Regions from separate parts of the Drosophila melanogaster genome. Here region 2 is linked to region 1. The links are chromatin contacts, called in public Hi-C maps. All regions are on one chromosome and are shown on one strand. The core of a region is the stretch at or near the end of the contact, and the rest is flanking DNA. Distances in the headings are between cores, read along the strand shown.

Region 1 (5,015 bases), core at 1,181-3,680:
GAAAGTTTTAAATGATTGACTCACCTCATTTCCACTAAACATTTCATTCCAGTTCTTCATAAAGTCAGTTTTCTTCGCGACTCTATTGCGCGGTGAGTATTTAAAGGAATTCGAATCGGCCAGAAAATCTAAAAGCCACTGGATCGCATCCTCATTATAGATAAGATCTAGACCTTTTGATTTAATGTTCAGCTGAAAGCGTAAATGATTGCAATTTTCGTATTGTAATTGAAACAGGATATCCTCCTGGAGAGCAGCATTCTTTACTAGTTGATTTGGTGTGGCTGTATTCCCTGTTTGTGGCTTAATTAAGTAATTGTGCATCGTATCACTACTGGTTTTGTCTATTAGGTATACTTCTTGTAAGGATATGCCCACAGTGTAAGAAGTTAACTGTGGGCTCAACTGGAGGTAGGCGGAGAAGTTGTTGAATTGCATTTCCATAGACTTGTTCCTGCCATCATTTAATTTATCTTCGGTCTGCAGGATTACCAGTCCTTTGAGAAGCTTGATTGAAAAGTGTCCGAAGACAGCATCGCTTTTTAAGTCGGAAGAGTTCTGAAGTGAGTTCTCCAACGCAACGAGAATATCATCTTCCAAATGTTTCAGCGATTCATCCTGTTCATTATTTGGGGTACTGGGACTGTTCGCATACCAACCCATCCAGTTTGGAAACCAATGAAAGAGCATATTCTTGCCCTGCTCGTTCTGTGATTCAAAGGCGAAACCTTTCGTAAACACTTTTTCAAAGCATATCCTTCTCATTATGGTTAAATCCGATATCTTTCTATCGCTCTCGATGTAGGCTTTAAACTCCTTATCTGCAGCGGATAGATTTTCGTTGGGATTTAATATAATTGATTTGTAGAGCAGCATGTAACGAAGATTTTCCTTGAGCATTAACCACTTTTCCTCATTTTTCTTAAAGTCAAATCCATGGCATATGGTGGCGTATTTCCACCATGCGATTGGATTACTTTCTACGGTGCATGTGGGTCGCTTTAGCCTGTATTGTCGAACTTCCTTAACCTGACGGATTTCTGACAGCTTATCTAACATTTGCAGTCGCTGGACCTGGAAATATTAAAATAATTTATTAAAACAAATAATAAGCATATCAAATATGGTGATAACAACTGCGTCATGGGAAGTACAACTGTGTTTATTGGGGTACAAGTTCATTTTGGGGCTTGGTTAGATAGAAATAAGCAAATTTGTTGGTGATTGATATTGAACCAATATTATTCATTCACGAATAAAATGTATTGTTTGATAATCGCTTAAAAAGCAATCGAAATATGTACCTAATTCTGATGAACTTTGGACCTCAGTAAATTACGTCTCATTTAAGTGTTATTTGTGGCTTCAAGTTGGGCTTAGTTACCTTAGATATGTCTATGACCACCTCGGGAACCAGGAGTTCACAGGAAACCCTGGGTTTGTCTTTGGTACGTATCACCTGCTGGCATTTATCGCGCTTCCACCTGGCCGTTGCACAAATGGGCTTGATGATGAAATTGTGGGACCTCAGTTCGCAGGTGGAGTGCATTTTTTCGAGAATCTCCTGGTTAGAGTACGACTGACATTTGATGTCCTCGTGCAACAAATCCCAGTAGACCGAGAGCTCTTTGAGCTCCACCAGCTTGTAGTTCATTTCGTTGTTGTTCATTTTGTAGGACCCATTGGTCCAATCACAGTCGCAGCTCTGGGCGGTCAGAGATCCAATCTTGATGCCCGTGCATATCTTGCTCTTGCCGGTGTCCACGATGTCCTCGAACCGAAAGTGCACATCGGATATCTTGAGTTCAATGTTGTCAATGATGTTGGTGGCCATGTTGGTGCCATACTTCAGCCAGTTATTGTAGGATGAGAAGTAGTAAGACTCCATTTGTTTGCCCTTTTCGGAACGCCAGCCTGCTTCTGCGGTGTCCAGCACGGCCAGCTTATACTCCAAATCCTGCAACTTCTCCTTCTCGTAGTCCCAGTTGTCCAGGTTCTTCGGACAGATGATGCAGAACAGGCCCTCGATGGAGATGCACCATGGCGATGTCCTGAACTGGCGGACCGGAATCTGGAGTTTGATTTTACGGATACTGCCGGCGGTGACTTCGACCGGCAAATTGAACGAGCGGAGGGCATCTTTGCGTATGGGTATGTTCTCGAGCTCAACTTCGCCTGCGGGAAAATATATTGTTTATGCGATGCGGAATAAAGATAAACAATTATATCACAGTACCCGAGAGCAGTGCCACCGACAATTGGGCGGAATTCAAGTTCTCCAGATACTTTCCCAGATACGTGTTCAGCACCCACGTTATGAGGTCTCGCAACATGCTTGTTTATTAACCACTGACGCTAATCCTATTAAATATTTGTTTTTAATTCATGCCCTAAAACCACAACTATAAACATATGATTGGGGACTATCTACACCGCATAAATATTGCCGAGTCACAAATGGAACAAGTGGAATCGGAACAGGTTGTGGGATTGGATTGTAGTTGAATAAACAAGTGGTTTCTTTGGTTTATTTATTTCATAAATAATTTAAATGGGAAGTAGTTAATAAGATAATATATATCAGTCCTAATTTCGGGTGTTGCTTAAGTTTGAAATATATGTAAATGATGTTTTGCCGATGTAGCTATCAATCAGATTGGTATCGGATATCGGTCTTGTGCGATATTCTTGAAATTCCATCACTAATTATTGTTAAAAACAAAAATTTTATTGTGATTGCTACAGAGTCTATTTCCCAAAATGACCGATCCAAACGTGCCAAGAGGAGCCCTAAGCTTGCAGGCAAGTAATTTGGGTAGAGTATCTAGTGAACTTCAATAAAATGTATATTTTTCTTAGAATGTTCTGAAATATACGGTGCAACACCACGATCCAAATCCAGAAGCAGCCCCAAAGTTGGAAACTCCCGATCCTGAGGTATGTAAACAGCTCAAATTGAGAGAATTTTACAAATATTTAGAATAGTTATTGTGTTAGGCTTTAAAACACCTCAAGTAGTTATACTTTCTGAATAATTCACAAGTGTGTCCTAAGCAGTGAGTCAATCGAATCATCTAGAACCTATGTATTTGGCCATGTGCTCCTCCAAATGGAACTTCTATTGAAAGCCAAATTTGTTTGGAAATTACTTTTCTGGCACTTTGTACAGTAGTATGAAAGCTCTTTTTGATATAACAAAGTATAACATTAGTTATTGACTAGTTACTTGGAGCTACAATATATAAAATATTTTATTTTTCAGAGAGCTCAGTTTTTGGCAAATGCCCTAAATGCCATGACAGTGGATGCTGCAGCGGCCCTGAAAGCAGCTTTGGTGATCTTGAACAGCGAAGAATCCAGCACGGACGACCAAATCGAGAGTCTGGATGTCATAAGGAGCCACATCGATGACATCGACAATGCCATAACGCTGGTGAAGCTAGGAGGAACTGCAACTCTACTCCGCTACATAACACATTCGGATAGCGAAGTGCGAGAATCGGCACTCAATACTGTCGCTGAAGTGGCCCAGAATAATGTATTTTGTCAGAACGCCCTCATAAACGATAAGTTTTTGCCTGCACTTGCAAAGAACTTGAGCCATTCGAATCCGAATACCGTGCGGTGCTCCTTGTATGCGATATCATCGCTGATAAGGAACTTTCAGCCTGGATACGACGAGTTTAAGCGCATAAAGGGGATCAGGTCCTTGATACCCTGTCTGAAATCCACAAATACAAATGTCTACGTGAAGACTGCTTTTCTAATTGCATCGTTAACTTCAATCGAGAAGTCTGTCAGAGGTAAATTGAAGTAGTAATTATAACCCAGTGTTTGAAATCCTAATTATTTGTATTCCCATCAGATGATTTTGTGAAGGAAGAAGTGTTTCCTGTGCTAGTGGAAAACCTTAAGCCCGTTGATGACTTTGATATCAAACAAGAAACTACGCTTTTTGCACTTTCATCTCTTTCGCGGGAATCGGAGTTAAAACTCTCTACGGAAAAACGAGAGGAAATCCTATCGAAGCTTCAACAAATTATTTCCAAAAACAAACAGTCGGAAACGTGTGAAGTAAGATTATTTTATATATCTATTGTTATGTATCAAATTTCATACCTACTTTATTTACAGGACATGGTTAATTATGCAAGAAATATTTTTGACAACTTAAGTGCACATTAAAAACAAATCGATTTTTCACGTAAATGTTAAGTTAAATAAAATGGGCTTTGAAAGTATCTCTAGTTCACAAATCTTTCGAAGAAACACATTCCTGTGTTTATAATCTTGTAAAAATTTATTAATTTCAATGCGTCAGTTATGTTGGCAATGTGTCAAAGTCGTCACCAACTGAAACGATCGGAACGTGCTCCAAATTAACTTCAATCGGGTTGTCACATAGCCTATTTCGTTTTGCAAATATATTCCAATCCATCACCTGCACGGCGTGCAGACTTTCCGCCTCGTTATGATGCCGCAACACCATGGACTCCTTCAAAGGTAACAACAATTAAGATTTACAACGAAAAATATTTTGTTTAGGGTCAGCATACCTTAATTTTCTCCCACTTGTCATCAACATCTTGCAGCCAGCTGAGGAGCAAACGTCCATTAAAGCGGCAACGAGCACTCTTTTCCTTTTCATCCTGCTCCGGTGTGATCATGTTGTAGACCTCGTCGTCCTTCAAATACGTGCAAACGGAATAGGGCGCCGGCTGTCCAGATATGCTCCTGGCCGCCTTCGAGTGAACGCGTATTATCTCCTGCTCAACGTTCATGCATAGTTTCTCCCGCTCCACGGTGTGCGCTTCGATCAGATCTCGCCTGGCCTTCTCCTGATCCTGATAGATCCTCTCCATGGCCTGCGGAACAGTGCGTGGAATATCCGGAACTGAGATCGTCGCATTGCGTCTTAATAAGTAGGATTTCTTTGTCAGCAGATACTCGTTGTAACCTTGCGGAGGTCTTGGCTTCACCGGATACAAGCTCTTCCACTTCTTTTCGATCTGACG
Region 2 (5,015 bases), core at 1,752-4,251, 7.3 Mb before region 1:
ACTTCTGCGGCAGGACGAGGGTATGGGTTTTGGGGGCGTGGCTCCGATAATCCGCAGCTATTCGATGTAAACTGCGTTTCTTTGTCGATGCAACAATGAGCCGGAGAATTCTGAACCTGAAACTGGCTGGAAGTCGAAGGCCCTAGATAAAACACCAGCTGAATCCAATCAGCGGCGACTGGTGCCACCCCGTGGGCAATCAAGTGGCAAACTGCTTCGCGGGTGCTCATTAAGTCGTTAATGTGGTTGAGGTTTTTTGCCTACAGTTCCGCCGAACCACGCCCATCCAGACCAAATGAGCTAGCAGAAATTGAACTTTGCAAAGCCATCAAATTAAATAAATACTGAATATAGTGTTTCCTCACAAGTGAAATGCTAAATGCTCTTAGCATAAAAAATAAATATAATTTATTAAAAAAATTTTATGTATAATGCATAATTTGTATATAATATTTGTTTTCCTGGCTGGTTAGTATATCATCATAAATCTAAAAACAATGGACTTACTCAGCTAATGAGCTGTCTAGATAAAACCCAACATCCTCGAAGGAAATCCCTTAGATGGCGTATCGCAAAATGACGATGTAAGATGCCTATTCCCGGTCGGCAAGCCGCAGACATATGCACCTCCTTAGATGTACTGATCGATATCCTTTGGGGCCGTGTGCAGGCGCAGGATAATTGAATTTGAAGTGAAGCTGCTCCTTGTGGCAGTTATGAAATTTCTAGCCCGGCTTCCGCTGCCAGGGAACGGAAACAAAAGCGGGGCAAAACGAAGTTACAAGTTGCCAGCAAGTGTGAGTGTGCGTCTGGCTCAATATATGGGCATGGTGCCGGGTCTGGAGGTGGCGCAAAGGATCAGGATGCGATGACGAGGCCCACATCAGTGCTGCCAGGAGGAGACAATAAATTCACTTAGGCGGCGGAAACAGAAGAACAAACTGAAGGGAAAACTCAATAAATTAGACCGTATTGGAGAGAAAAACTGTTTTTTAACGGCCATATTAAGTTTTAAATTCTTATGAATCTTGAACTTTTTCACTCTACGTAAGATATTCGAAGAACATCAGCCCATTCAGAAACCCCAATATTACACATTATGTTATTATGGTTTTACATTTTTCAGAGGTTCTTCTTGTGGAAAGGATAGCAAAAGCTGTCAGCACTGCCACACATGCCCCCATGTCATGCAGCCTCGGCAATGAATTTGCGTTTCCGCCTCGCCGCTTTCGCCATCATGGTTAACCGCGTCGTTGATTTAAGGGCGTTCTCCGTTCCTTGCGAGTAGCTGGCGTACTCCGCATCCTTTGTCCTTACTGCTCGAGCGACACAATTAAAAATGTGCGGCCCAATTCATTTGATTGGCACGAAGGAAGCGACGAGATAAGCAACTTCCGTTGGCTGAAATTTTGGCATCTTCATCAATCAAGAATGTGCTCGTTCTCGTGGGCTGGCTGTTGGGGAAAATGTCATATAGGTTGATAGAAAAAACAGCAATATAAATATTTCAAATTAATAATTGATGTCTACCAAAAGCAGTTAAATTTTTTAATATCTTCACAATTATTGCCGATTTCCAATAAAAATATAACAAATTAATAAAGTATAAATTTAAATCAACTTAATTCCCAATAAAAAGTATTTCATAATAAATAAAACAAGGATAACGCTAGGAACAGTAAGTAATAAACTAGTATTCCCTTATGAAAACCCATGAATTTAATGTCCGATTAAAATTGTAATATTTAGCGCCTAATCGATAACAAGTATGTATACAGCTGTTTTAAACTGTCTGGTAGCACTGATCTTATCGAATATGTACAATTCCATCCCTAGAAAAACTTGCATAAAAAATAAAGAACAATTGAACAATTGCATTTAGAATGGAGTATGTGCACTCTGTTTGGAGCTACCTAGCCTCGATCTGCAACTGCTGGCAATGCACCGAAGATCCAGGTGCGCAGGTAATCCGCACATTCCCCTTTCCCCGTCAACAGACCGAATACACAATGCGTTCCATCTGCAGCCCAACGAGCCGAACGAGCGGACACACCTTCTCGTGGACCCGGTGAACCATAGTCCTGCCCTTCGACGGAGCAACTCCGATGGCCTCAGCACCGACTACGCCCACTCCCTTCCCAAGAAGGACGATCAGAACGCCCTCTCCAGACTGGTGCAGAATACTGCGATGTACGTAGTTGATAGTGTATAGGGTCCACATTTGGCACTATCATATACAATTCCATTGATTGGAATGCTAGCATTTTACAGCGATTGCTATACTATACTATACTATAGTAGTATACCTACGTAGTTATAGCGATGGCAGGATCTAGTATGTAGTATGGTTATACCCAAGCATTTATCGGGATGTTCAATGCAACAAAGCAACACAGCCCTAATTATCGCTTATCTATATTATATTTGTATTCGCTTATACGCTACTTTGCTCTCCAGAAACATGATAAACGTTGGAGCCATGGACTGTCACAGCCTGGAGCACCAGGAGTACGCCGATAGAATAAGATTGTACTCGCAGCGGTTGCATCAACAGTGGAACAACGGCCAGCACGCCAGTATCGCACCAAAAGGTTTGCAATATAGCTAGATTGAAAGGGTGAATGATGACTAACAATTAAATGAACAACAGGTCTCCTTAAAGATGTACCAAGCCATCAGTTCTATCTGTCTAAGCCAACCTATCCAGATGACACTGCTCAAGTGAGTTTTACTTTTCGCAAATTGCTTGTTGCTTACCAATTTCGTATGTTTTTAGATGAAGCTCTTCACCGAGAAGGCACACATCAGTGTCTCGCACATACAGATCGACCACAAAGAGGCCGTGGTTGTTCCCTTCCGGATTCCCTGATTATCGTATCTTAAGTGAAATAAAGTGATAAATTTATATAAAATCAAAATCTATATTGGTACTAAGTAGCCCTTGAATAACCAGGTAATCGACTTATTTTCATTAAGTGTACAGAAGCAAATAAATACATACTATATTCTTAACACGGCAAGACATTTTTTTTATTTAGGAAGGCACACACACACACATATAGCTAAAATCCAAAATGTCGTTCGATCTTAACCATAAATTTTGGGTCTACACGCGCAAGGAAATTGGTAAATTAATCAAGAAGCAGAACCGCCTGAAGAAGATTGAGCCGCCAGAGGAAAAGGCAGTATCGTATAAAATTTACGCAGAGCTCTATGTTTTGTATGTGGAGCTGGTCAATAAGTTAAGTTTCATATACCACAATACTTTCCAAGTGCAAAAGCGGGCATTGGTACGTGTTTTGGTGGAGAATGCCACTCAGCAGCTAATGCAACTCAAGGAGGAGTTAAAAGACTTGGAAATGAGCGAATACATTTACATAGATAAGGCGCTGATCGCTAGGAAGCTAACACCACGGGACCTGGTCGTATGGAGGTCACCACAATTCCTTTACCGTCGCCCGTTGGACATTCAAAATATCATTGCCGACAACCGATTGTACATGAACGATGAGGAAAAGGAAGAAAAGGCAGCCCAGGATTGGGTTCCGATCAGTGAGGCGGTCAAGCTTATCCAAGCTCACGAGAGGGCGCGCCGAGCTCGGGTTTACAAGTCCAACATAAAGTACGACAAGAAAAAGTTCCTCAAGGTCCATCAAAGAAAGAAAATAAATTACAAATTCACCTTTAAGCCTGATCAGGCAATGAGTATTCCCGTGAAGAGAACCATTTTTTCAGCTGACTTCTTGAAGGCGGACGAGTCCTGCGAAAATCTTATCAAAAAGGATGATGTAGCGGATACCGCAATAGATGGCAAGTAGCTAGATCGTTTCAAAACAATTAATTTGGTTTTTAATTATTTTCTAGATGAGGAAGCCTTAAGTGCAATACAGAACAATGCTGCTTGTAAAATCCAAAGTTGTTGGCGTGGTTACAAGACGCGGAAAATAGTTAAGATTAGGAAGCGGTTCAAGGAGGAATTGTATGGTATGAAGAAAATTAGGAAACTGAAGCGACCCAATCAGACGGCAAATTCTATTATGGAAATGTACAAGAACGAGATGCTCAAGAAGAAGCTGGATGAGGACTTCATCAACTTGATCAACGATGAGCGCACCCGATTGCTGCAATTCCGAAGTCCATGGATGATGGAAGATATATCCGATCATATCCGGGCATGGTTCAAGGAATTGTGAGTTGTTTTTCATTGAGGCAAAAAAGGCAAAAACGTATAACTCGTACTTAACAGCTACGACGCGACTGGGAATTTTCATCCTTATCCCGATCCTGTAAAACAAGGAACGGTACTGGTTGTCATTGATGAAACAATGACGCCAATGGAATTTCAGGAAAGCCTTGGTAAAAAGCCGCTGTCAAAAGCCGAGTTGAAGAAACTTCGCGATAAGGAGAAGAAAGAGAAAAGGAAAAAGAAGGAAAAGCTAAAACAACTGAAAATGAAGGAAGCTAAACGTCGGAAGAAATTGAGAGACGCTGGAGTCATCGATATTGGCTACGAGCTAACTGCAAGCAAGGCAATTGGTAGATAGTTTGACTTAATGGAGAATGTTTCCATTGTCTCCAAATACTCTCTTCAATTTTAGAAAACATTGAAGAAACAATGAAGAAGTACTCCAAGGACTGGAGAAATGTCGATGAATATCTAAACAAGAATCATGATCCCATCAAGGAATGGGTTACTGAGGAGCAACTGGCAAAGATTCATCAGGAAGTGAGGGGCTTGGTCGACGAATACATGAGGTAAATTTATTTATATTTACAATGAAAATATAACTTTTCAACTTCCAGGGTTGAGTATGAGTTGCTGCGGGAGGCCTTGGCGAAGGATAACGATGAGAAGTACAAGGCTCTCAAGGTGAAGTATCCTAAGAAGAAGAAGGAGAAGAGGAAGAAGAAGCCCAAGGACATGACAGGCGATCGGACACTGGAATCCCTGTACAATGAGCTCAAAGATGCCGGCATAATAGAGGAAATTGGTCATAGGGACTTTGATGAGTTCA

What was found. A called contact is a pair of places that touch in the nucleus more often than the background predicts.
Region 2: a Hi-C map of the Kc167 cell line shows a contact between it and region 1, with 4 times the contacts expected there. A contact is called at or near these places in 21 of 107 Hi-C or Micro-C datasets (the Kc167 cell line, the ML-DmBG3-c2 cell line, the OSC cell line and 8 more).

The regions. Positions count from the first base shown.
Region 1 is chr3L:12,752,464-12,757,478 of dm6, reverse strand. Vps13D (Vacuolar protein sorting 13D) reads right to left here and starts at 2,430. Exons shown (of 19, transcript NM_168512.4): 1 at 2,237-2,430; 2 at 1,385-2,175; 3 at 25-1,074. The coding sequence starts at 2,333. CG10973 reads left to right here and starts at 2,705. Exons shown (of 5, transcript NM_001038913.2): 1 at 2,705-2,802; 2 at 2,860-2,937; 3 at 3,263-3,803; 4 at 3,866-4,074; 5 at 4,135-4,240. The coding sequence starts at 2,761. The coding sequence ends at 4,185. It overlaps CG10984, which reads right to left. Exons shown (of 4, transcript NM_168511.1): 3 at 4,557-5,015; 4 at 4,077-4,495. The coding sequence ends at 4,322.
Region 2 is chr3L:20,025,821-20,030,835 of dm6, reverse strand. CG14183 reads left to right here and starts at 3,001. Exons shown (of 8, transcript NM_140915.4): 1 at 3,001-3,810; 2 at 3,865-4,189; 3 at 4,247-4,536; 4 at 4,599-4,755; 5 at 4,804-5,015. The coding sequence starts at 3,075. It overlaps Lamtor1 (Late endosomal/lysosomal adaptor, MAPK and MTOR activator 1), which reads left to right and starts at 1,816. Exons shown (of 5, transcript NM_140916.3): 1 at 1,816-1,964; 2 at 2,027-2,190; 3 at 2,458-2,591; 4 at 2,651-2,721; 5 at 2,777-3,017. The coding sequence starts at 1,884. The coding sequence ends at 2,869.